Regions from separate parts of the Gossypium hirsutum genome. Here all the other regions are linked to region 2. A link is a contact called in public Hi-C data. All regions are on one chromosome and are shown on one strand. Each heading gives the region's core, a stretch centred on a gene start, on an enhancer-like site or on the middle of the called end of the contact. The rest is flanking DNA. Distances are from core to core; before and after follow the strand shown. Region 1 holds the start of LOC107952202 (serine hydroxymethyltransferase 2, mitochondrial). Region 2 holds the start of LOC107951136 (amino acid transporter AVT6A). Region 3 holds the start of LOC107951423 (kinesin-like protein KIN-7N). Region 4 has its middle 33 kb from the start of LOC107951127.

Region 1 (6,562 bases), core at 2,292-4,791, 690 kb after region 2:
ATTGAACACCATTCCAAAAGCGAGGAAGTTATTATTGTTTTATAATTTTATATTTCCATTACCAATTAAATAGTTCAAAAGTGTTTGAAATTGGAAAAAAAAAATCATCACAACCTATGTAAGGACAACATAAAAGGTAAAAGAATTTTCAGTAAATCAGTTTGAGAGGACAAAGAAATCAAGAAGCTCATACCTTGTTTCGCAAATTGACCAAGACTAAATGGTTCTCGGTCCCACCAGATACTAGTTCATAGCCGTTCTCCAGCAACCTCTACAAAAGCCGAAAATATAGAATTGCAACATATCACGGTTAAATCACTCAAGAGTAAACACAATAATGCTATTCATAATGTTTCACTTAAGCCAAGTAGTGAACTTGCATCAATAGGAGCTGGATCATTCAGTTTACCTGAGAAAATTTCGAGCAATTACTAAGAACTTGCTCTTGGTAAGCCTTGTACTCGGGTGTTCTGACCTATAAGCACATATGTCAAACTCAAGAAACCTAAAGGCTCCTGGTTAACTTGTATCAAGATTTTGTATGGCCTGAGCTTGGCATAGTGTGTTTAACTTGCATATACACAAAAAAATTTTTATCAGAGTACCTGCTTCAATGCAACTGCTAAACCAGCTATGGTGTGATTATGTGGTCCACCTTGAAGACCAGGAAAGACAGCTTGATTAATTTTGTCTTCCAAGTCATACATTACCTGTAGGATGGAACTCAAGAAATTAAATAAGTCACTCTTTCCTTCTATTTTCCACCAATCAAACTCATAAGAGAGAGAGAGAGAGAGAGAGAGAAACACACCAAAACTTAGAACATACTCACCTCTTTCCCTTGTTTGTTAATCTCTTTGAGTCCCTTCCTGAAGAAAATCATAGCACCACGTGGACCACGAAGTGACTTGTGTGTTGTGGTTGTCACAACATCAGCGTATTCAAAAGGAGATGGAATAACACCTGCAGCAACCAACCCGCTAATATGTGCCATGTCAGCCAACATAATTGCTTTCTGCTTATCACAGACCTGTCAATAAGCAATTAGAGTCTCTTAGTATCTTAAAGGTGAGTCAAAATTTCCACTGATATATGAAGTCTTCCAACTGCAAGTCAAGGGTGTTTACCTTGCGTATACGAGCATAATCATAAAGGCGAGCATAAGCACTGGCACCAGCAACTATAAGTTTTGGTCTGAAAAGCACTGCACTTTTCTCTAGCTGCAAACATTTCAATTCATCTAAATCAACTATTTGAAAGAGTCTCTCAAGTTTCACCTAAGTCAAGAAAATACTTGCATGCAAGAAAATTTTCTGCAAAGAGATTTTGACACAGATAAGACGTGTAGCTTCCACTCCACTGTTGAATTTCATTTATGAAATATATGCAAGTTCCATACATCAGAAAAATCCAAACCATTCATTGAAATTTATTTTAACTATAAGATATAATTATTTCCTTTGTCAAATTATGCTTAAAGCATGTAATAAGTATTCACAAAATGTTCTAGCCATGAATCTCAAAAGGGTTGTGAGAAGTAAGAGAAACATTGATCAGAATGTGCATTCCAGGTTTTGAACTTGATAAAGTTGTTAGTTACACATGTCTAGATTACCCAAAATGCAGACACTGTTTCTGAAGATGCATGAAATTTAAGAAAGAGAAATTCACATCTCTACCAACATAGAAGAGAAGAGAAGAGAAGCGCTACCTGATCATAGTCAATATAACCTGTACCCTCATTCAATCTATATGGCATTGTCTCAAAGAATATTGACACAGCAGATATCTTCTTAGTGTCAGTCTGTATGATGCAAAGAAGAATCAACACTTGAGTTTCAAACACTATAAACACCAGTTGATTGGCCATAAAGTAATGTTACCTGATATGCTATTTCTTTAGAAAATAAATGCAGATAAAAAATAAAAAAAAACTAGAATTAACAAGAGAAGACAAAACTATAACCAAGTTCAGCAGAAAAGCTCGTGATTGATGGAATTGGTAAGCACCTGATAACCATGTGAAAGATGTCCACCATGGGGTAAATCTAGTGCCATAATTCGCTCATGAGGTTTCAACAATGCAGTATAAACCTGAAAGTTAGCAGGAGATCCGGAAAGTGACTGCACATTGACTGCATAATGAAACAGATACAGGATGAGTTATATGCTACCTAGAAAGTAAATATTCTGTACATAGAATCCTTCGCATGCTCAAAATAAAGGGTAAAAACAGATATTTAACTAAATATAGAAAAGGGTTTGCATGATCCATTCACCTCCCCACTTCGCAGGATCCAACCCAAAAGCCTCTAGTGCACGCGTTTGACACAAGGACTCAGCCATGTCAATGTATCTGATCAAATAGAATTAACAACATTAGACAGTGACTTTAACCAATTAATGTTACTCGGACTGACTTAAAGAAAAATGAAGAATCAGATCAACATAGTTATCAATAATTTATACTAAAAAGTAAAACCACATATAACATCTCTAGCAATGCATCTTATTTTCCAATTCAATCCCCTGAAAATTACAACCAGTCTGAAATCAATTTGTAGATGAACCCACATCCATTTTTAAACTGATATTAGCAGTGAAATAAAATTAACAATAGGCAAAATCAAAGTAGATCGTCTTAACTCGTTTCCTCCGTAGTATCTAGCACCAGGATACCCTTCACTGTACTTGTTGATCATGACAGAGCCCACTGCTTGCATTACTGATAGGGATGTAAAATTCTCTGATGGTATAAGTTCTAGTCCCTATTAGACATTAAACAGAAAATAAAATAAAAAACGATTTGATCTCTTAATCAATCAAATACCTGACTGAAGTTATAGAAAAGAAAATAGATTATAAAATAAAAACCAGAAATGCGAAAAAAAGGCTCGAGATTTGAATTTATTAACAAAAAAAAAAAACCTTCCATTGCCTAGCTTTCTCGAGTTCGATTATGGTAGCAATTTCAGGATCGATTTCCTCTAGCGGAGCATTCAACTGATGTATCCGCTGCACAACCAAACACGTTTTTAGTTTTTTTTTTTTTTGCATAAATCACAATTAAAAAGATCAAAGATCTAAAGCTCCTTTGAAAATAATATTACTAATGACGCTTACATTAGCACGAGCTTTCTCTTTCTCTGCCGCAGCTGTTGACTGCAAATGAAAAAAGAAATCAGAAAAAAAGAAAAAAAGAAAGAAAGAAAGATGAAATTTAACTAAAGAAGGAATGGAACAAAAAAGAAGGAAATAGAGATGTAGAACCATATAATAGAGGGAGCTGCCACTGAAGAGAGGTCTGGTTGGGGACTTGATGGAGGAAGACAATCTACGAAAGCTCATTGCCACCGCCATTACTCGCGTCTTGGCTCAGCTGTTCCAAGGGAAAAAAACAAAAGAGTGTTTAGAGTGGGTTGGTGGAGGACTGAAAATGTTTTGTTTGTGTTGGGATTATTATTGATATTATGTATAAGTAAAGTATTGAAGTGCGGGCTGTGATATGTCAGATCCAAGTTTGTTCGGGCGGGACGGGGTTGGTTGCTTTGCTTTTGCGGTGTAACGTCACTTTCTCAAATCTATGGAATATGGGTTAATTTGATAATTTTTTCCCTTTTACTTCAAATTTACAATTATTCTAGTATTTAATTTTTTTTCAAGTATTTTTTTTATACTTGAATGTGATAATTAGATTAGTTTTATCAAAGAAGATTTAATCACATAATACAATTTTATAGTATTATATCATCAAGCTTTTATAATTGTGAAAGAAATGTAAGTATCAAAATAAATTCAGTTGATAAACAAAACTCAATTCAATTCGATTTCAAAATTTGAAAAAAATTTAAATTTTGAGTTAATTGAACTGAGTTATTCAAGTTAACTCAAATAACAAACCCCTTCAACTCTTGTCAATTTTAGAAATGAACTAATTGATCTATCTTAACAAAAATTAAAAAAAACAAAATATTTTTTAAAAATTCAAAATATTCATAAAAAATTCAAAATTTATATGTTTTTAAATTATAAAAAAATTTCTAAACAATATATAAATAAAGTTAAAATTTTAAAATATATTAATTAATGATTTAAGTTTATCATGCTAAATTATCTTCTTCTTCTTTTTTAAATTTTTTGTAATATGGAATTAATTATAATGTAGCATATTTAATTTTTTTAATTTAACTCAAACAATTTCACTCGACTCAATTTAAAAAAAATCAAATCAAGTTAGAATAATAAAATATAACTCAATTAACTCTAATTTTTTTCACTCGATTCGGTTAAATGCTTACTCCTAATTGCTAATTAAATTACTCGAAATTTTTTTATACAAACTCTCACCCCTAAGCCTAAACCTAAACCTAAACCTGCACTCAAAATTATATTTTAAAAATTGAGAACAGTAGTAGTAGGTGACTGGTTCTAAACGTTGTGGTTTGAAATCTATAAAAGGTGGCCAAACTAATCAAAAAACAGTTTGGTTCATTAAAAAAAGAAAGTGAGAATCACAATATAGTTTTTCATTTTTATTATATTTGAAATGGAGGAATTAAATTGAATTTTGTATTCTCAATTTTTATTTTTATTTTTATTTTTTTTGTACAATTCAAAACTTCCCATATCCTTATACAAAACATTAAAAATCATGCAGCCCTTTCGCATATTTTATCTTACATGCTGCCTTACAGTTACACATTACTTACAGAATACGATTTGTGATACAAATACACAAATTCTCTTCATTTTTCTTTAATAACTTTTTTTTAAATAGAATATTGGACGCTTTGAGTAAGCAAACCGTCTCTCTCCAACAAGCCGATTAGTTATTATCCAGTCTACCATCCCAAACTACTTCCAGCTTCTATTCTAAACAGTCTCGACCGTATTAATAAGAACTTCTTGTGGGGAGGGACAGAATCACACTCGACACTACATTTAGCTAGTTGGGACATCATTACTCTCCTTAAACATAGGGGGTGTTAGATATATACCCCCCCCCCGCCAATATATATATAAAGCTCTCTTCGCTAAGTTGGGCTGGAGACTGATGCATGAGGACTCAAAACTCATATAGCTAAATACTTTCTGAACCCCAACAATTCACAACTTGTAATGAATACTTCTAAACATGGAGCTCCTTGCCAAAGATTACTACTTTATTCACCTCAAGGATCAATTGGGTTGTTCGCAATGGTAGGATGGTCTGGATTAGGAGCAGGCCCGCTTAACCAGGAGGAAGGTAGCTGGAATTTCAGCCGAGTTAGAGATAAATAGGAGGAATCTGGTATACATTGTTTTTCTGTGTTTATCCCACGAGATTTAACGGCCGCTTCTCGCTTGCAAGTGTGTATTTATTAGCACTAAAAGACTGAACCACAATCCTCATTTGTGGTAGCTCATTTGGAAAGCTAAGCTATCTCTGAAACTTAAGATATTCCTTTGGAAATGTGGCCTCAATGTGGTCTCCACCAAATCGTTCCTCTGACATAGGAAGCTAACGAGGAAAGACTCGTGTCCTCTGTGTTTATCTGCTCAGGAAGATATACAACACCTATTTAAGGATTGTCAGTTTACTCAAAAGTGTTTTGAGAGGGAATTTTTGCTTCTACCAAAGTCCCAATCATTTTTTATGTTGAATGGGTAGACTACACAGTAGATAATAACTTTGCTAAAATATGATCTGTAAAACCAAGGACCTATTAGAAGAAGTTATTTGTCTTGACCCTCACCCACAACGCCCTAATATTTGGAGATGATTGCCCGAAAGAACATAGTCCTAAATGAGTTTTTCGCTATCTCTAGCTGTAAATGAAATACATGTACCCAAGTTTGTTGCTGTCTTGAAAACCACCTCCAAAGAACTGGTTTAAACTTGATACCAATGGATCTTCTCTAGGAAACCTTAATAGAGTGAGTGCTGAGGATCTCATAAAAAAACCATTTTGGGAATTAAGTAATTGGAGGATATCTGCATATCCAAAGAACAGCAAATGTTGACGTCGAATTATAGGCATTGAAGAGCAGATTAAATTTGGCGAGGGACCTAAATATTACTCAGAAATAGAAGTGAATGCCACTACCATTAAACATTTTATGTCTACTGATACAATTTCTAATAACCACTTATCTTTTTTGATCACCGAGTGCATAGTGTGAGATCTAGGTTATTAAAGCAATAATTGTACAAATGATTTAACATGCGTCGGAAGCAATTCTCAACGCGGTCTTTCAGCAGCTCATAGTTCACAATTTATTTTGTTTATGTAAGACTCTTTTAGTTGTTTAACCTCCATATTAGCTAGTGATAAGCAAAAGAGTGTATTGTATCGAACAATTTAGTAATTTCCTTTTAGTGACATCTAGTTACTTTAATTGATTAAATAAAACATACTACAAAGCCATTAGAAAAAGTACTTACCGTTTGTATTATATTATTTACCAGGTTCACCTTTAGGAACGTGGTAGGGTAAAAAAAAAAAAAGGTTTTGACAAACAGGGAAGGTAAAATTACCAAAGGTAGAAATTTGAAGCTTCAGCTCATACATCCGGTGTAGGG
Region 2 (6,097 bases), core at 3,077-5,576:
AAATTTAAGAATATATGAGTTGTGGTTTTTCATGTAAGTCGTTATATAATTTCTGTAAAAATTTAAAATTATATATAATTTTTCCTTGATATACCATCTAGTATATTTTTATCCATAAATTATTCAATTTTTTGTAACAAATTTTATAAAAAATCAACTTTAAACTTTAAAATTCAATGACTTAATTGTTGATTAATTAGCTATATTTTAATTAAATTAAATTATTTTATTTTTAACATACCAAAATAGAGAAAATTTATTAATTTGAAATTTAAAAAAATAAATTAAAATTCCATATTTAAATTTATTAAATTTGAAGTAGACTAATACCATATGAAATCTATTTTTAAATATTAATAAGTTGAAGTTTAAATAAAATAATACAATTAACTATTTAAATGGCATAACTTTGTTACTTTTTAAAATTTAAAAGGTATAAACATCAGTTCAGTTTTAGTAATTAAAATTAATTTCACACTTATGGAGAAAATATATGCATATTTTAAAAAAATGCACTATACTTCAACATCAACATTTGGTTTGCACTATAAATTTCAAAATAGTATAAATATAATTTCTTATTTTTACAAATAATAAATTTTCACAAAAATTATAATATTTTTATAAACCAAAAATATTGTTATAATATCTGAATATGACTTAAAGTGTAAAATCAAACAAATAATATGAAAATCTGTACTTATATAAATAAATATAAAAGTGCCTGAACACCTGTCCATTGTCTTTTCCTTTGAGAACATATTGGTCAATTTCAATTTTAATTCTTCTGCCTATAACAATGATTAATTTTTTTTTTTTAGTTTCTATATTTTAGAGTTGTTCATGGCCGCTATCGGCCTTAACAAAAATTTAGATCTGATTAATGAGCTCCGCCTAAAATAGTCTTAAATTTTTGCTCAAGTTTGACTCGGATTGTCCATATTAAAATTTTTTATTTTATTTTTTATATAATTTTTTAAAAAAATATAATACATTAAATAGATTAAAAATTAAAATAAATATTTTCTAAAAAATTAAAAATAAATTAAAAAATTTTATACTTAAATAACACTAAAATAGATGCAACTTAACAAGTGAATATTTCTAAAATAATATCAAAATTAACAATAAATCAAAAGTTATACAATATTCAAATAATAACAACAAAATGTAGCAATATAATAGTAAAATGACAACAAAACAACATAATTTTTTTTTTTTACAAATTCAGGCTAGGCCTAAGCCAAAAAACCTTACCCGAGACTTAACTTGTTTTTCAAACGAGACTTATTTTTTTGTCCAAGCCCATTTTTCAGGTCTATATTTTTGCCTAAACCCTCCTACTTTTTAGGCAGATCTTTTAGATGGACCGGGCGGCCCGCCTATGGACAATCTACTATATTTTGCTTAAATTTGAGATTTAATCTATATATTTTAATTTTGACATAATTTGATACCTTAATTTTTATAATGTCATTAGCTAGTCTAAATTATTTATTCTAATTAGAATGATGATATCAATTTTTAAGAACTATTAGCACTATTAGAATTCTTTATTAAATTGATGTCCATTATAATGTTTTTTTTATATGGATACCAAACGAATTTTTTTTTTTTAAATTTCGAGATGCTTTGCCAGTAAATTCAACAAAAATTTTTAATAATGTTAATAAATAGACTTAAATTTTTTATTTTGAAAAGTAAAGAATAAATTCGAATAAAAATCCAAATTACGAAAAATACATCTACTTTTAAGCAAATTGTAACTTTAACTTCTCAAAAAATAATAATAATACAGTAACCCATGCAACGGTAAGAATTTAGTTTGATTACATAATGAGAAACACGTTCAATTAAATTTAGATCATGAATAATCAATCAATAAAATTTTCCTATTTGTTACCCACCTAAAGGACCAAGAACTAACAGCTAAATCACCTTGAATTTCATCGAAAAGGTCATATCAAACCTCATGACACGCTGGAAAACTCACTTTATTCCCAGCAAGCTCATATAAAACATATCCCCTATTTGTCAAGTTAGCTTTGAGGGTAAACCGCATGAATAGAACCCAGATCGTCTCCTTGCCCATTAGCTCTGGTTTCCAACAGTGCACTGCACCCGGAACACTGGATATATATAAACGGACACCTCGATAGAATCAGGTTATAACTCCTTTGTCAACTGTTAAAATGCCATAAATGTCACTTGTCACAGCCACCGTGCTCGTTGAGACGGCAAGAAATATCATCATCCATGATATTAGTCTATCTTTCTTTGTTGCAATTCCATGGGTGTCCCTGCATAAAGAATCCAGTAGCTAATCTTCAAAACTAGTTTTAATGTCTGGTGCACTCTGTTATAAACATATATAGTACTACACCATCTAACAAGGGGTTGCATGAAAGTTCATTTGACACTGAATTCAACAAAACATCTATTACTTTACCTAAGGGTGATGGCAGCTGGAAAGATATAACCAACACAAACTGCGGCGGTGGCACCAGTGAACTGGAAGGCATCCCAGATGCTAGGAATAAAGTTGGCTCCCATAAAGATAAAACCCATAAGAGCTACTGTCATTGAGAAGAACCTCTTTTCGGAAAAGGCAATAGGAATGGCATATGGAAATAAAAGACCATCTACGTTGAGACGAAGGGAGAAAAACACAATTGGGAAAACAAGCATCAAGTGAAGCCCGTAGCTCACTCTGATCAAGTCATCGAGCAACAAGCTATACGGAATTCCAAGATCACCATCAAAATTGGCAAGCACATCATCCAAAATATGATCTCCAAACAGAACTAATCCGAAGAAGCTGGTGGCAATGTAGAGAGAAGAGCAAAACATGAGGGACTTCCTAACAATTAACTTCATCTGTGTAGGGTCTCTCAGTTCATTCGCTATTGGGAGTACTGCACAGGTGTATCCAAGACAAAAGGAAATAGATAAAAACAAAAGGGTTGATCAATTGTCATATAAACAAGCATATATTAAAATTTTAACAATATTTGCCATGTAAGGAGGAGAGTTGTTGGAACACTTATTTCAGAGAAAACTTTTGTTACAATAGCGCATCATATTTGTAATTCTATGTAATGTTGAACCATAAATGGATTACTTGTTCTTCGCAGAGTTTTAGGTATCAACAGGTACATTAAGCATCTCTTACCGTTAAAGCATTCAATCAACTCAAAGATGCAACTAATTTGGTACAAATTGGAAGATAATCAACTTGAACCAACAACTAAACAAAACCAAATTATGATAATAAATACTTAGAAGTGTAGAAGGAATCAATCTCTGATGACTTACCGTTATGGTGGCATATATAAGCAGTGACTAGAACAGGAACAGTGGTGAAAAGCTTCCAAAACGATGCCTGGTTTTCAAGTTTCGGCATTAAACGAGGCATTTCGATTTTCCCTTCCATCAACTTAACAATGGTAACTCCCGCTGTTATTGCCACAAATACGATCACGAAACCAACTGACAATGCCGATGTGTATCTCAATGAATCTAAAATCACGAAAAACAACAAGCATTCAATAAAAGTATAGCAGCAATTTAGAATTTTTGAGGAGTGAGTTAGTTACCAACGCGTTTGAATGAAATGAAAGGTGCGAAAACGAAGAGCGTGGTGAACATGAGCAAAGCCGAACGCGTTGTCCACCAGTGTTCACCGAACCATTCTTCCATAACTCCCTTGTGGTGGAACCCATCCTCCCATGTCCCCGACAACACATCACCTGCAATCAATTCAAATTCAGAGGTGATCGAAGGGCAATTAGTCGTTCCACGAAGCTTAATTTTTTTTTTTGGGGGGGGGGGGAGGGTTTCAAACTTACCTATGATGATCATGTAAACCACAAGCATGCCCAAATTGTTGATGACGATGCAAACCTGAAGGATGTTACGGCCGGTCCCACCGAAAGCGTCAGCGGCAACGCCTGAATACGTGGCCGACTTGGAGGCTCGACTGAACCTAAGTATCTTATCGATGGATGATCCCGTTAGCATAGAGACGAATATGATTGCGAATAGACCCGGGATTAGGCCCAACTGATTGACGGTGGCTGGGAGCGCCATGATACCGGCTCCCACAACTGTGGTCGAGAGGTTGAAAATGGCTCCTGAAGTTGAAGCCCCATCAAAGCCGGCTTCGGGAGTCTCGAGTACTCGGTAGCCCTGCTTTTGTGGGAGGAGAGCCTCTCCTCGGGGACTCCGTCGGTGTTTACTGTCTGAGAAGGAGGGCATAATATTCATTTTCATCACTTTGGTGGTTAAAGCCGTTGAATGAGGCCGTTCAAGAAGAAGAGTCTTAGGAAGTTTTTGAAGATGATAGCAAGTCCCGAGTCGGGAAGGTCTTCACGCGGGAAGTGACCGGACGATAAATTGCGAACACGTGTAACTACCGTGAAAGTTTCCAGAAAATAGAAACGCAGCCAGCGAGAGAGGGTCCTTTGGGCTTTGAAGATTTCGTCCGTCACGGCCTTTCTTTTTGGTGTAATTTTATAGATCGAAATGGAAAGGCTCCAATAACACAATGGTTACGGGAAGTACAAGGAAAGCGAATGGCGACTTGACACCTATAAACCAATGACCTCATCTCCCTACATGAAAAAAAAAAAAACCAAGCTTTTGGTTGCTCAAAATGGAAATTTTATTAAATCTTCCTGTTACTTCTTTCTGTTATAGTAAAACTGCTTTCTTTTTTTTTTGTTGGTTCAATTATTAAATTACATTTTGTTTTACCAAGAAAACGAGAATTTCATTGGTGTAAATTATGTTTTTTCTGCCATTTGAGAGCCTTTTTTAGCTTTCAGTTTGCAACAGCTAGGCTAACCATTAAAGAGTCCATAAATGGACCATTGTCCTTCGGCCAACCCTAATTTGCTTGTGGGTGGGTTAATAATGCCTAACGTGGTCCCTTTAATTAGTTAATTCAAGTACCAAACCCGGGTGGTACGTTCACCTAGCTTTCAACAACGCTGTGGTTTGAATCTAAAGCACCTGCACTGCACTTTACCATTCCACCCACAAGCAAATTACCATCCATAAAGTAGGGGAAAAAAGGACTGAAATTACCTCGTAAGTTAAAGATGGATCAAGGGTTTCATCATATAACTTGGGTCTCTGACATTTTCTCAAAGTAACTTCATGCAAGGTGCCATAGCATGGTACTGTGCTACTGTCAATATTTAACTAATATCAGAGGGTTAACCATACTAAAACAGTTAAATCCAACACAAGGTATTTCAGGCTGCATTCCATGCATGTATGCCAGATATATGACCAAGGCACAACATCACATTGATAAAGTGTTAGTATCAAGTAAACAAGATTAATACTTGGCCATGTTAGAACTCACAAAAGTTTCCATCATCTTGCACATAGATAATTCAATGTTTTCTCTTTCTTTTGTTGCTTCCCTTGATCTTCTTGTCCGGAGCTGTCTGTGAAGACTGCAACTTTACGCCTACAGCTGAACTCCACAAAGCCCTTTCTACATCTGAAGGTCTGAAGGAGTCACCCATTGAACTTAGTTCCTGTAATAAGAAACATAGATCATCCTTTTCGGAAAGGTATTTCCTGGATCAGGCACATAGATGAATGATTAATTGATCATTCCCCATAACAACATGCATTACATTATGAGAAAATATTCTTGTTAGCCTATGAATAAAGCCAACAAAGGTACGTAGAAGGGGCACAGACTGAGGACGAAGTGAAAAGCTTATCACTTGTCAACATCAAGAATTCACATCTTTCCTTAATCAATTTTATCACTGGTAGGCTATTAATTTTAGGTCATAAGCAGTATAGCCAAAACTTCAGTGGCTTCTACACTGATTGAATAAGTTCTTCAAACAGACATACAATGGGCAAAGGTTCCAGTGGATATTAACAATTAGAGAATACTAGAGTTGCCTTGTTGTTCCTTAAGGAATATGATAGCGTTGCCCGGTCAAAACGCAATTAGCCGAGAATCAGAAACAAGGAAAACTAGAGACGGATTAAGGATCACCTATCAACAACATAAAACATTCAATAGAAACAAAACAATAAGACTGGCATCAGAAAGCTACAAATTCAG
Region 3 (6,018 bases), core at 2,398-4,897, 720 kb before region 2:
GCTATAGGCTTCCCTGTCACTCAATTGAGGCTAGTATTATAGTGTCTCGATCTGATATAATGCAGATATCAGGTTGGGGGCAGACATGCCTCCTTAACCTAGAAAGAAAGAAATCACAGTCATCAGCTGACTCCCTCGGTGTTATTGTAACGCAATTGGAAGGATTCTTCTACTGTCATCTTGTGCAACAGCTAGCAATAGCCGATGGGTATATCTACCAAACATAAAGGTACTGTCAATTTGTACCAATGGCTTGCAGTATAGAAAGGCGTCTCGACATTGCTTAAAGCTCTAGAATAGACATTTGAACACTACGCATCCATGGAGCAATCGGTTGTTGTAGTATGCATGTGCCATTTCAAGGTTTGTTATGCAACTTGGGACGTATCTCTTTAGCACTTGGCACCACTGCCACATTTCATTATATGAAGCGTCCTACCCACTATGCATCTTTTCCAACGCCTTCTGCTTAGCTATCTAAGGCTTGTGGTAAGAGGGCGTGTACCTTATTTGGCTACGAATATTGGTAATTAAGACCGGCACTGAAGTTCTGGGATCTACCTTCACCATCGGTAGTATTAAGCTAGCTAACATATCTGAATCCATCTTGGGATGATCTTGTAAAACACTTGTCAATGAAGTACGTCAAATAATGCAACATTACATAATAACAGTATTATTCAAAAACCCTAAATATTGTACCTCCAACACATGTATATGGACCTATGTACGTTTTTATCTTCCACAACCCTATCCTTTTCTTCAACGAGGCGTAGATTTTCCATGAACATGTATCGTCTTGCACTGCACACTTTGCTTCAAACTTATCAGATTTGGATTTAACTACGTGGTAGTTAACCCCGTTCATGATGCTATGTTGTTTCAATACACCAAGAAAACTATCATTATTAGAAAACTCATTACCAACTTCCAATTCACCCGAATCTAATAACGAACTTGTATGATTACATGTTCTATGTGGTAGATTTGGAAACTCTAATACATCATCTGCAGATAGATCGACATTATCCATGTGGGTTGGAGACGAGTATGCCTTGAATCGTGGATCTTTTTCTTCATCTGAACCTTCTTCAACATCTTCAGGTTTAGTTAGAATAGGCTCCGGTTCAGAAAATAATGCAACTTCTGCACCATCAGGGCTGGCTCTCGAGGTGGATCTACATCAGAGTCATTATCTAACCCACCATCATCTGCAATGTACGAGGTCCCCTCACCGGTGGATCTCGTAGGGAATATGTCATCCCTTTTTTCTGGGCATTTCATAACGTCCCAATTAGATGTAGATTGCCAACCATTAGAAGTTGATGTCATTCCCCAGTACATATTTCCAGTATCAAACATTGACCCACCGAGGTGCATGTCCCATCCACTGACGGAGTGTCGTGTAGGGGTTGTGTATTACATACTGCTACCAAACACGGGAGCTTCCGTGTTTTGCAACTCACTAACGGAGTGTCGAGCAGGGGTCGTGTATTCCTCTCGAACAGCAATAGATGTTGAAGTCGCAAATGCATCATTTGGCGATGAAAATTGTATATATAACTTAATATAGGGTGATCCACTAGCAAGATGAGTCTGCACCATTGCCTCCAAGCTACGAGCACCTTTGATGTCGAACAAATCATATGTCACAGGATCAACAGAAGCACAAAATCGATACCTAATAGACAAAACTTTCATTGGCGTCATTCCGAAAATTTTACACCTAATTCTTTTACGAAATTTTGTCAAATCTATGTCCTGGTTAAAAACCAGTCACATTTTATTCTCTGATAAAAAACGCCATTCCCGGTGTGACGAACCTCTCCATCATAGTAAATAACAACACTAATACGTTCACTCATCTTCAATTTCTATTTTGCTTAACGTCTCTAATTTTTCTTGCTGTAACTTATGCAACCTGAGAATAAAATTTGGCTTATTTATAACCTCAGGCCAAATAGGAACTACTGTAGAAAAAGAGCGTCCATGTGGGAGCTTTTTTCAGTACTTTTGCTGACAGTGCATCCTGCTTGAAGCGTTTTTGACACTATTTGTTCAGAAACATCTTCTCAAAATTATTTTATCAGAAACTACTGTAGAAAAAGAACGTCCACGTGGGAGCTTTTTTTAGTACTTTTGCTGACAGTGCATCCTGCTTGAAGCGTTTTTGACACTATTTGTTCAGAAACATCTTCTCAAAATTATTTTTTCAAAAACTACTGTAGAAAAAAAGCGTCAACGTGGGATCTTTTTTCAGTACTTTTGCTAACAGTGCATCCTTCTTGAAGCATTTTTGACACTATTTGTTCAGAATCATCTTCTCAAAAATATTTTTTCAGAAATTACTGTAGAAAACAAGCGTCCACGTGGGAGCTTTTTTCAGTACTTTTGCTGACAGTGCATCCTGCTTGAAGCATTTTTAACACTTTTTGTTCAGAAACAACTTCGCAAAATTATTTTTTTAGATACGCCTTCTCTAATTTATTTTTTCAGATACGTCTTCTCTAATTTATTTTTTCAAAAATTACTGTAGAAATTTTTTTTATTGCTAATATATTTTTTCCATAACCCTAAACACAAAATTATTTTAAAAAACTAATCCATAATTTAATTAATTAACCCTAAACCTTAATCTAATTTATTTTTTAAACTAATAATTAATGTAATTAAGCAACCCAAAACCCAAAACCCTAATTTTTTGATTTTTTTTTAAAAAAATTCTAAATCTTAAATTCTAAACCCTAAACTCTAAACCCTAAACACTAAAACAATAACCTTAAATCCTAACCCTAAATGCAAAAAAAATCCTAACCCTAAAAAAAGGAGCAAAACTCTCCCCTAGAGACGCGCTTTTCTAACATGTCACCTGACATCGTGCTGACGTGGACGCACTTTCGAGGAATTCGGTACTTTCCAGTAAATAATCAAAAAGTTGGCCCATTTCCATAAATATTAAAAAAATGGCTTTTTCTTGTAAATTGTCTGATTTTTTTTTCATCGTTAATTTAATTTAATTTCTTTAATAAAATATTTTTCATCTGGTTTTTTTTTGGTTAAAAATAGATATGCTAATTTTGGCATTTTTCATAAATTCTTTGATATAATTTTTTTCAAGTCCTTAGACTTGATTGATTAACCATTTTTCCAAAAAAAAAATTCCATGTGGCAATATAAAATTTATCCACGTGTCAACTCTAGTTAGAGTTAACTTTGTTTTTGAAAGTAGAAGTATCGAGAGAATTTATCATTATCCATTTTTATTATTCTTCTTATACTTGCCTCTCAAAAGATAAATATTTAATTTTGCTAAAGTAAATTTTTTTAACTTTTTTCTGAATATATACATAAAACAATATAATTGCAGTCTTTTATCGGTGGAACTTTCTACTACAATTATGTTGTATACCATTGTTTGAATTCTATACAATTAAGAACTACAAAAGTGGAAAGGATCTAAGCTGGCCCTTGGAAATTACATGGGCTTCTCGTAATGTTGATACAATCATCCAACTGAGGCATGTGGGCTATTCTCTTACCCAAAGAAACTGGGCCAGTAGACATGTTCTTTAGGGTCCGAATACCCATCCAATCCTCCATTTTATGGGCATTTCCGTCAATCCAAAACATTCAAATACAAATTCCCCCGTTTTCACAATGCATAAAGATCCCGCCTTAGCTCTCGCTCTGCAACTCAACGTTTAAAAAGAAAATGGAGAAGATCTGCGTAGCAGTGAGAGTAAGACCTCCAATTTGCCATGAAAATTCTTCTTCAACTTTCTGGAGAGTCGATGATAATCAAATCTCTCTTCACAAGCTCCACGGCAGCCCAATTTCCTGCGTTTCTTACGCTTTCGGTAAATTTTCATTTCCCAAATCCTTTTTACCTTTCCAATTCCAATTCTCATTCCTTGAATTTTTTTTTGTGTTTCTAGATCATGTCTTCGATGAGAATTGCTCGAATTCAGATATTTACGAGCTTCTTACTAAGGATATTATTCATGCTGCTGTGGACGGCTTTAACGGTTTAAATTTTATCCCCTTTTTTAGCCCTAATTTTGATGATCTGGTATAAAAATTGATTAATTTGTATATGATTTACAATTTTATTTATGTTTTAGGAACTTCTTTTGCATATGGGCAAACAAGCAGCGGCAAGACCTTCACTATGAACGGTTCATCTAACGATCCCGGAATTATTCATCGAGCAGTTAACGATATATTTCAGAAAATAAATATTGTAATTTAACGAAATTTGGTTCTTTCCCGAAGCAGTTAACGACATATTTTAGAAGCTTTGGCTTTGATTTTCTTGTTGTTGAATTCAATTCCCAGATCTCTGATCGAGAGTTTCTCATCCGAGTTTCCTACATGGAAATTTACAATGAAGAAATTAACGACCTTTTCGCTGTAGAGAATCAGAAATTGCAGATTCATGAGAATTTAGAGGTCAGCCATTGATTAAACTTTGATGCCGTATCAAATGTGTACCATAATGCTCAAAACTAACAGATTTTTTCTTGTTTGTTTTAGCGTGGGATTTTCGTTGCGGGTCTTAGGGAGGAAATTGTGAACAATGCTGAACAAGTGATGAAGCTCCTGGAGTCTGGAGAAGGTCCTTTAAACTTCTTTTTTTTGCCATTGGTTTAACTGGGTAGTTGTTTATTTTTAATAATTTGTTTAAATCATTTTCCTTACAGTTAATAGGCATTTTGGTGAGACAAATATGAATGCACGAAGTAGTAGGTCTCATACAATATTCAGAGTGGTATGTTCTTTTAACATATTGTTGAACATAAACATTACTACTTTACTCTTAATATTCGTTGTATTTATGTTACATTACTAGGTGATAGAAAGCAAGGGAAAGGATACAGGCTCTTTTGGTGATTATTCAAGCAGTGATGCCATACGCGTCTCAGTTTTGGTATGTACCTTATATTACTATAGACTTTCCCCCCTTTTATCTAGTTTATACCTTGTCCCATTAGTTTTATGAATGTTATTTTAATTCCTTTATTTGAAAGCAGAATTTGGTTGATTTGGCTGGTTCTGAGCGGATTGCTAAGACTGGAACTGGTGGAGTACGTTTGAAGGAAGGAAAGTATATTAACAAGAGCTTAATGGTTCTTGGTAATGTAATTAACAAACTTAGTGATAGTGCAAAACAAAGGTACTTGTTTTGCTTATCCTGCGAGAAGTAACTTATTTGTATAGAATAACTATGTTCTAATTATATGAATTATTGACATGTAAAGGGCACATATTCCTTATCGTGATAGTAAATTAACCCGCATACTCCAGCCTGCTCTAGGAGGGAATGCGAAAACTTCAATTATATGTACTGTAGCTCCTGAAGAGGTGCGCTTACTTTGACTGTATGTGGTTATTCAGTGGCTTGTTTTTGGTTTTCTTATCTTTCTGAGAAGGGGAGATGAAAATGACTCTCAACTGAGCATTCTGGTTTAATTTTATTATAGATTCATATTGAGGAGACGAAGGGAACTCTCCTTTTTGCTAGCAGAGCTAAACGAGTTACTAATTGTGCTCAAGTGAATGAGGTTGGTCATTTTCTTATATTGCACCACATTATCACAGAATATATGGATTTCCAACGCTAGCTTGTATATAAATCATAAAATCTATATTATTAATAGAACCCTTTGCTGAGTTGGTGTCACGGGTTAACCGGGTACCAACTCAGTTAGGAAATAAACAAATTCTTTACCACCACACCAATAATAATTCTTGAGTAAACTTTTAAAAATTAACTTTTAACATAAAATGTTCTCTCACCAAATTTGTGTTTTAAACATACCTATACGTGATTTCCGCACGCATACACATTTGATAGGATTTATAGTATTTATTATGTTGTTACATGACAGAGTAAGAGTTCAAGTTTTCATCTAGAATTTTTGTTTTAATTGATTTGGCATTGAGTTTGAAATGAAGTTAATCATAGTTTAACTTGTATCTAGGTTTTGACGGATGCAGCCCTACTGAAAAGGCAAAAGT
Region 4 (5,923 bases), core at 815-3,314, 600 kb after region 2:
ATGTTTTATTTAATTAAATTGGATTCACCGGTCGAATTGGCAAACTAGTGGCCTGACCGATTCAACCGTTGGTCTAACTATACCAAAAATACTTAATTTTGAATATATTTTATTAATTTTATAAAATTTCATTATTCAACTATTAGCATATGTTAATATGAAATATTCTGACCTAGGCTTTCAGAATAAACCTATGGTCGAACCGATCATGCCACTGATTTGCCAGTTCGACAGGTCCTTCCATTTTAATTAAATAAGACATTGAAAATAAAAAAATTTTAAAAAAATCGATTCAACCACTTGGCTCCTAGCTTAACCAATCTAATGTCCTTCTTCGGACAGGTGCCTTTGTCGATTTCGGTCTAACCGATTGATCAGTTCTAGTTTATTTTTTTATGATTTTTTATATGTTTATATAATTTTTAATAATTTTTATACATTTTTATAAAATTTTGAATATTTGAAATGTGTTTTTTTTAATTTTATAAAATTTTTATAATTTATTAAAATTTATTAGATTTTTAATATATGTTTTTAAAATTTTTATAAGTTTATATGAATTTTATTATTTTTAATGTTTAATAAATTTTATATTTTTATAATTTTATAATTATTTTAATAATTTTTTATGAGAAAATATTGCATTAAATTAAAAGTTATCACGTGTCATCATCTGATTAGTCTGTTAATTTTTTTAACAATCAATGTGGTCAATGAAGGAAACCATTAACAGAAGAGCTTAATGAATTTTTTATTATCTAAATAGACTTAATTAGATGCAAATTTAATATAAAAACTTAATTAATTTTTTTTTACATTTTTTTAAAAAGGCTTTTTTTTAACGTACAAACTTTTATGTAATTAATTATGACTTGGTGGAGGGAGAAAAAACAATGGAAAGAAAAATGATTTTATCCATTGTTTTCTAATTTTATATAAAGTAATTAAAAATAAATAATATAACGTTTTATCTATAAGCTGCATTAACTAGATATAGAAGACTTAAATACTTGCTTTCATTACTGATCTGATAGTTATGCAAGAATTTTCTCTGAAATCTGATGTTAACACTCCTCTTCTAGAAGTCGATGTTGGAGATGGATCTCGTTTGGAGGCAGATCGCATTACCAAGAAAGTCCGGTTTAAAGGAGGAACTGATGAGGAAGCCATGAATATGATGGTTGAATCTGATTCGAGTCCAAAATTATCCTGGAAGGATAAACTTCTGGGAACTAAATCTGGAGTGTCTGATAAGGAAGAGTTGGGGTCTTCAAGTGCCGATTCTGATGAAGATATTGAGATTTTGGAGGGCAATATTCACAGATCCATCGTTAATGGCATTCCTGCAATCGATTTTTCGGAGAGGATTCAACACATTCTGTTCAAAAAAATGGAACGCACGGTAGTTCTAAAATTGCTTAGAAGAAACATTGGGTATGAGGCTCTTAATAACCGAATCAGTAGCCTTTGGAACCCTTCTAAACCTTTCCATTTCATGGATATAGAGAATGGTTATTTTTTGGCTAAATTTCAATCCATTAACGATTATACAAAAGTTTTGACGCAAGGTCCTTGGTTGATATATGGTCAATATTTGACAGTTCAACCTTGGACAAAAGAGTTTAGTCCATCACAGCCCTATCCAAGCACGGTTTTGGCTTGGATTCGGTTTCCAGGCCTTCTAGGGTTTTTATACAAGAAAAAAATCCTAAAGGAAATTGGAGGGACTATTGGTAAAGTTGTTCGGCTAGACCTTAACACAAACAGCAGGATTAGAGGTCGCTTCGCCAGGATGGTTGTTTACATCAATTTGGACAAGCCTTTGATTACTCAAGTCCTTGTTAATGGCATGAAGCAAAGAGTAGAATATGAAGCGTTACCGACTATTTGTTTTACCTATGGGAAGTATGGCCATACCAAGGAACCCTAGCATTTCTAAAAGCGTACAGTTGGGGGAGATAAAATGGATCTTAGGCCTTTGAATTCTCATAAGGCAGGTACTGGACCTAATGGCCTAATGGGACAGTTAATAGGCGCAAGTGTAGAGTCCTATGCTACAGACGGGCCTTCATCAAGTAGACCATTAGTGGACTATTTAAAGAATAAAGAGATTCAGGCCATAATTGCGGTGGGCCCAACCCGCACAAAAGCAGATCATAATGGCTTCGAAGCAGGGAGTACTCATTTACACTCGACTGACTCGGGTCTTAATTTTAAGACTGCAGAGGGTGGTTTTAATATCAAAGATAATATTTCCATTCCAAATTCAGTTATTAATTCATGTTTTAATCCAGTTTTTGTTGTACATGAGGTGAATGTGACTGACGAATCTTCAATGGTTTCTGAGTCCGCTACCTTGATGTCAGACCTGGTTGAACTTCAGGTAACTGATTCTTCTGGTGGTTCAGATCAAAATAAACACACTGCTGTTTCTTTTAAAGAAAAAGGACCAGCAACTGGTGCTACGAAGAATCAGAGTACGGGAAAATTAATGGGAGGTAAAGATGGGAGTTTTCGGGCCACTAGGAAAATAAATAAAATCACGTATGCAAAAAGGAACTATTTTAAAAATAAAAATTCTTCTAAAATTCCTTTGAGTCATTCTATGTCCAGGCTAGCTCAGTCTGTTTCCAAGCTTAAAAGTGATGATTCAGGTGGCCCTGATCCTAGTACGGGTAAAGGTTTTTAAATTTGCTCTGTATTTTTCTATTTGGAATGTTTGTTGAAGCTTTAGTTTGTTAGTTTTTCTCTAATTCTTTTTTATGGATTTAAATCTCTCAATTTTTTCTTGGAACTGCCAAGGTTGTGCGAGTAGCAAATTTCTCCGTGCTTTTCGTGAGTATAATTTTGAGTATAGACCAGACATTGTGTGTCTGTTGGAGCCAAGAGTCAGTGGCAATAAAGCTAATTTTACATTGATAAATTGGGTTTTGATCGTTCTCATCACATTGAGTCTGTTGGTTTTTCAGGTGGCATATGGGTCGGATGGAAGGATTTTATTTACATTAGTATTATTCATAACCATCCTCAGTTTATGCTTCTTCGTGTTCATGGGAATAATTGTTATAATGATTTTTTTTTATTTTTTTGTGTATGGAAGTCCAGACAGAGCTAAGAGGAAATCCCCATAGACCGATTTAATGGGTATTTTACCTCAAGATCCTTTACCATGGTTGTTGATGGGCGATTTCAATGCCATTCTCTCTCCCATGGATAAAAAAAGTGACCAGTCAAAAGGTAAGAGATGTAAGTTTTTTGGTAATTTTGTCGAATCATGTAATTTGCAGGATCTTGGATTTATAGGGCCTTCTTTTACTTGTAAAGAGGTAATACGCGTGAGCGGTTAGATCAAGCCCTAGTGAATGATGATTGGCTTTCTGTCTTTCCGTATACGCTTGTCTATCATCTGCCTCGTATTAAATCGGATCATAGGCCCATTCTTTTAAAAACCAATCCTGAGCTCAGTGGTCAGAGAGGGAGACCGTTTCGTTTCCTTGCAGGTTGGACGAAGCACTCGAATTTCAAGGATTTCGTTTCTAACAAATGGAGTTTTTTAGGTAATATGGCTGAATCATTATCTGAATTTACCTCTCACATTAAAGATTGGAACAGGTCCGTATAGGGTCATCTAGGAACACGTAAAAGGCAACTCTTGAAGTCACTTGCGAACATTCAAAAGGTCATGGATCAGTCCACATCTAGAAGATTAGCTAATTTGGAAATGGAGGTTCGTGATGAATTGGAGAGTGTGCTTAACCACGAGGAGCTTTTATGGAGGCAGAAGGCTAGGTGTGATTGGCTTTAGTTTGGAGACCGAAATACCAGTTTCTTCCATAGTCGCACTATGCAAAGGAGGAAATTTAATCATATTTTGGCCTTACGCATTAGTAATGGGGAGTGGTGTTCGGATCAGTCTATTCTCAGTGATGAGGCCACCAAGTTTTTTGAGAAATTATATGGTGAAAAACCAAGTGCCAAGTCTACTCCATTAAATATTTTTTCCCTCCTTAAGGAGCAAGATATTGATTTTCTCAAAAAGCCAGTGTTGAATGACGAGATCAAGAAGGCCCTTTTTGACATGGCTCCGTTGAAAGCTCCAGGAAGTGATGGTTTCCATGCGCGCTTCTTCCAAAGTCAGTGGGATTTACTTGGAGGGGCGGTCTGTGAGTGGGTTCAGGGAATTTTTGCTGGCAATAAAATTGAGGAGGCTCTTAATAACACTTTTATTGTGCTTATTCCGAAGAAGGATCGTCTGGAAGACTTCAGTCAATTTCGACCAATCAGTCTTTGTTCGGTTTTATACAAGTTGGTGATGAAGGTGATTGCCAATAGATTTAAAGTGGTGTTTCCGAATTTTATTTCACCTGAGTAAGCAGGGTTTATTGCTGGGAGGAACATATCGGATAATGTCATTATTACACAGGAAGTTATTCATTCAATGCGTCGTAGGAAAGCTGATAGGAACTCGATGGCCATTAAGTTGGACTTGGAGAATGCATATGATAAGATTAGCTGGGATTTCATCGATGTATCCCTTGGTGCTGCTGGGATTCTTGAGGTACTTAGAAAGGTTATTATGGATGCTATTTCCTCCTCTACCATGCAGATTCTTTGGAATAGAGTCCCGTCTAATTCTTTTAAACCTGTGAGAGGGATTAGACAGGGTTGTCCTTTATCGCCTTATCTTTTTGTACTTTGTATGGAATGGTTAGGTCATCTATTCAGATCTGAGATCACAAATGGTAGGTGGCATCCTATTCGGTTATTTAGATCGGGACCAGATTTATCCCATCTTTTTTTTGCTGATGATCTAGTCATTTTAGGCAAAGTGGAGATGGACCAAGTCCTTTTGTTGAAGGAAATCCTTAATAGTTTCTGTGATTTTTTTGGTCATAAGATTAGCTCAATGAAGAGTAACATTTTTTTCTCAAAAGGTGTTAACACTATTCTAGGTGATCAGATTAGCCAACTTTTTGGCTTTTAGAAAGTTCTAAATCTTGGAAGTTATTTAGGGGTACCTCTTCTCCATGATCGTGTTACTAAGAGTACTCTGAATTTTGGGGTCGAAAAAGTGAGGAGGAAACTTCAAAATTGGGAAGCCCGAAAACTCTCCTTTGCAGGACGGGTTACTCTTGCACAATCTATCCTTCTAGCTATTCCTAACTATTTCATGCAGTCCTTGTTAGTCCCAAAAGGGGTGTGTGACGAGATAGAAAGGATTGTAAGACAGTTTATTTGGGGCAGTTTAGCTGGACATCCAAAAGTAGCTCTAGTGGGGTGGGAGACCATTTGTCAACCTAGGGCTCATGGAGGGCTTGGGTTCAGACATCTTCATGATCAAAATAATTCTTTTCTCATGAAAATTAGTTTCAATCTCGTCTCTCAAAAAGATGCTTTATGGGTTCGAGTTCTTCGATCGAAATATGGTTGGAAGAGTCAGCTTCCTGATTCTATTCATAGAAGTAACTGTTCTCACCTTTGGCGATCCCTCTCTAAGGTGTGGCCCCTCTTATGTGAAAATATTATGTGGTCAGTTGGGGATGGGTTTACAATTCGTGGCTGGAATGATACTTGGATACCTGACGTTGGGCCTCTCGTATCATATGTTTCTGCTCATAATAGTTTTAATTTGGACAGTACTCTAAAGGATTGGGTGTTACAGGATGGTTCTTGGAATGTTGACATGCTTCGTATTTGGTTGAATGATGACATGATAAGATGTATTGTAAGTATTCCTCCTCCTCATTCAGCTGGTGGTGAGGATAGAGTTATTTGGGGTCACCCGGATCAGGTACCTTTTCCATTCGAAGTGCTTATTGGGCCTTAAAGGAAAATTCTTGGAGTCCTGGAGAAGATATTTGAAAGGTTATTTGGAAATATCGAGGCCCTCAGAGGGTTTGTCTTTTTCTTTGGATTGTGGCTA

Evidence for each region. A called contact is a pair of places that touch in the nucleus more often than the background predicts.
Region 1: a contact with region 2 is called in a Hi-C map of leaf, with 4 times the contacts expected there. The contact joins the promoter of LOC107952202 here to the promoter of LOC107951136 in region 2. A contact is called at or near these places in 3 of 34 Hi-C or Micro-C datasets (all in leaf).
Region 3: a contact with region 2 is called in a Hi-C map of hypocotyl, with 4 times the contacts expected there. The contact joins the promoter of LOC107951423 here to the promoter of LOC107951136 in region 2. A contact is called at or near these places in 4 of 34 Hi-C or Micro-C datasets (callus, hypocotyl and leaf).
Region 4: a contact with region 2 is called in a Hi-C map of leaf, with 2.7 times the contacts expected there. The contact joins the enhancer-like site here to the promoter of LOC107951136 in region 2. A contact is called at or near these places in 3 of 34 Hi-C or Micro-C datasets (hypocotyl and leaf).

What each region holds. Positions count from the first base shown.
Region 1 is chrA02:18,921,825-18,928,386 of Gossypium_hirsutum_v2.1, reverse strand. It overlaps LOC107952202 (serine hydroxymethyltransferase 2, mitochondrial), which reads right to left and starts at 3,541. Exons shown (of 15, transcript XM_041082980.1): 1 at 3,271-3,541; 2 at 3,124-3,162; 3 at 2,929-3,015; 4 at 2,647-2,768; 5 at 2,280-2,356; 6 at 2,011-2,135; 7 at 1,712-1,804; 8 at 1,128-1,220; 9 at 833-1,030; 10 at 606-710; 11 at 410-475; 12 at 194-271. The coding sequence starts at 3,360.
Region 2 is chrA02:19,612,662-19,618,758 of Gossypium_hirsutum_v2.1, reverse strand. LOC107951136 (amino acid transporter AVT6A) reads right to left here and starts at 4,326. Exons shown (of 5, transcript XM_016886070.2): 1 at 3,849-4,326; 2 at 3,597-3,749; 3 at 3,316-3,519; 4 at 2,450-2,915; 5 at 1,750-2,300. The coding sequence starts at 4,272. The coding sequence ends at 2,162. LOC107951137 reads right to left here. Exons shown (of 3, transcript XM_041083046.1): 2 at 5,372-5,549; 3 at 5,093-5,191. The coding sequence ends at 5,403.
Region 3 is chrA02:20,335,532-20,341,549 of Gossypium_hirsutum_v2.1, reverse strand. LOC107951423 (kinesin-like protein KIN-7N) reads left to right here and starts at 3,647. Exons shown (of 17, transcript XM_016886473.2): 1 at 3,647-3,857; 2 at 3,936-4,025; 3 at 4,122-4,240; 4 at 4,336-4,449; 5 at 4,534-4,615; 6 at 4,701-4,768; 7 at 4,850-4,927; 8 at 5,031-5,173; 9 at 5,259-5,361; 10 at 5,481-5,561; 11 at 5,982-6,018. The coding sequence starts at 3,713.
Region 4 is chrA02:19,010,987-19,016,909 of Gossypium_hirsutum_v2.1, reverse strand. No RefSeq gene overlaps it. Among protein-coding and RNA genes, the nearest start is that of LOC107951127, 33 kb to the left of the region's middle. Within about 2 kb of position 2,064, at least 9 of the 9 cell types and tissues checked have an H3K27ac peak or open chromatin away from gene starts, as enhancers often do. A contact at or near this core is called in hypocotyl and leaf, where this site is marked.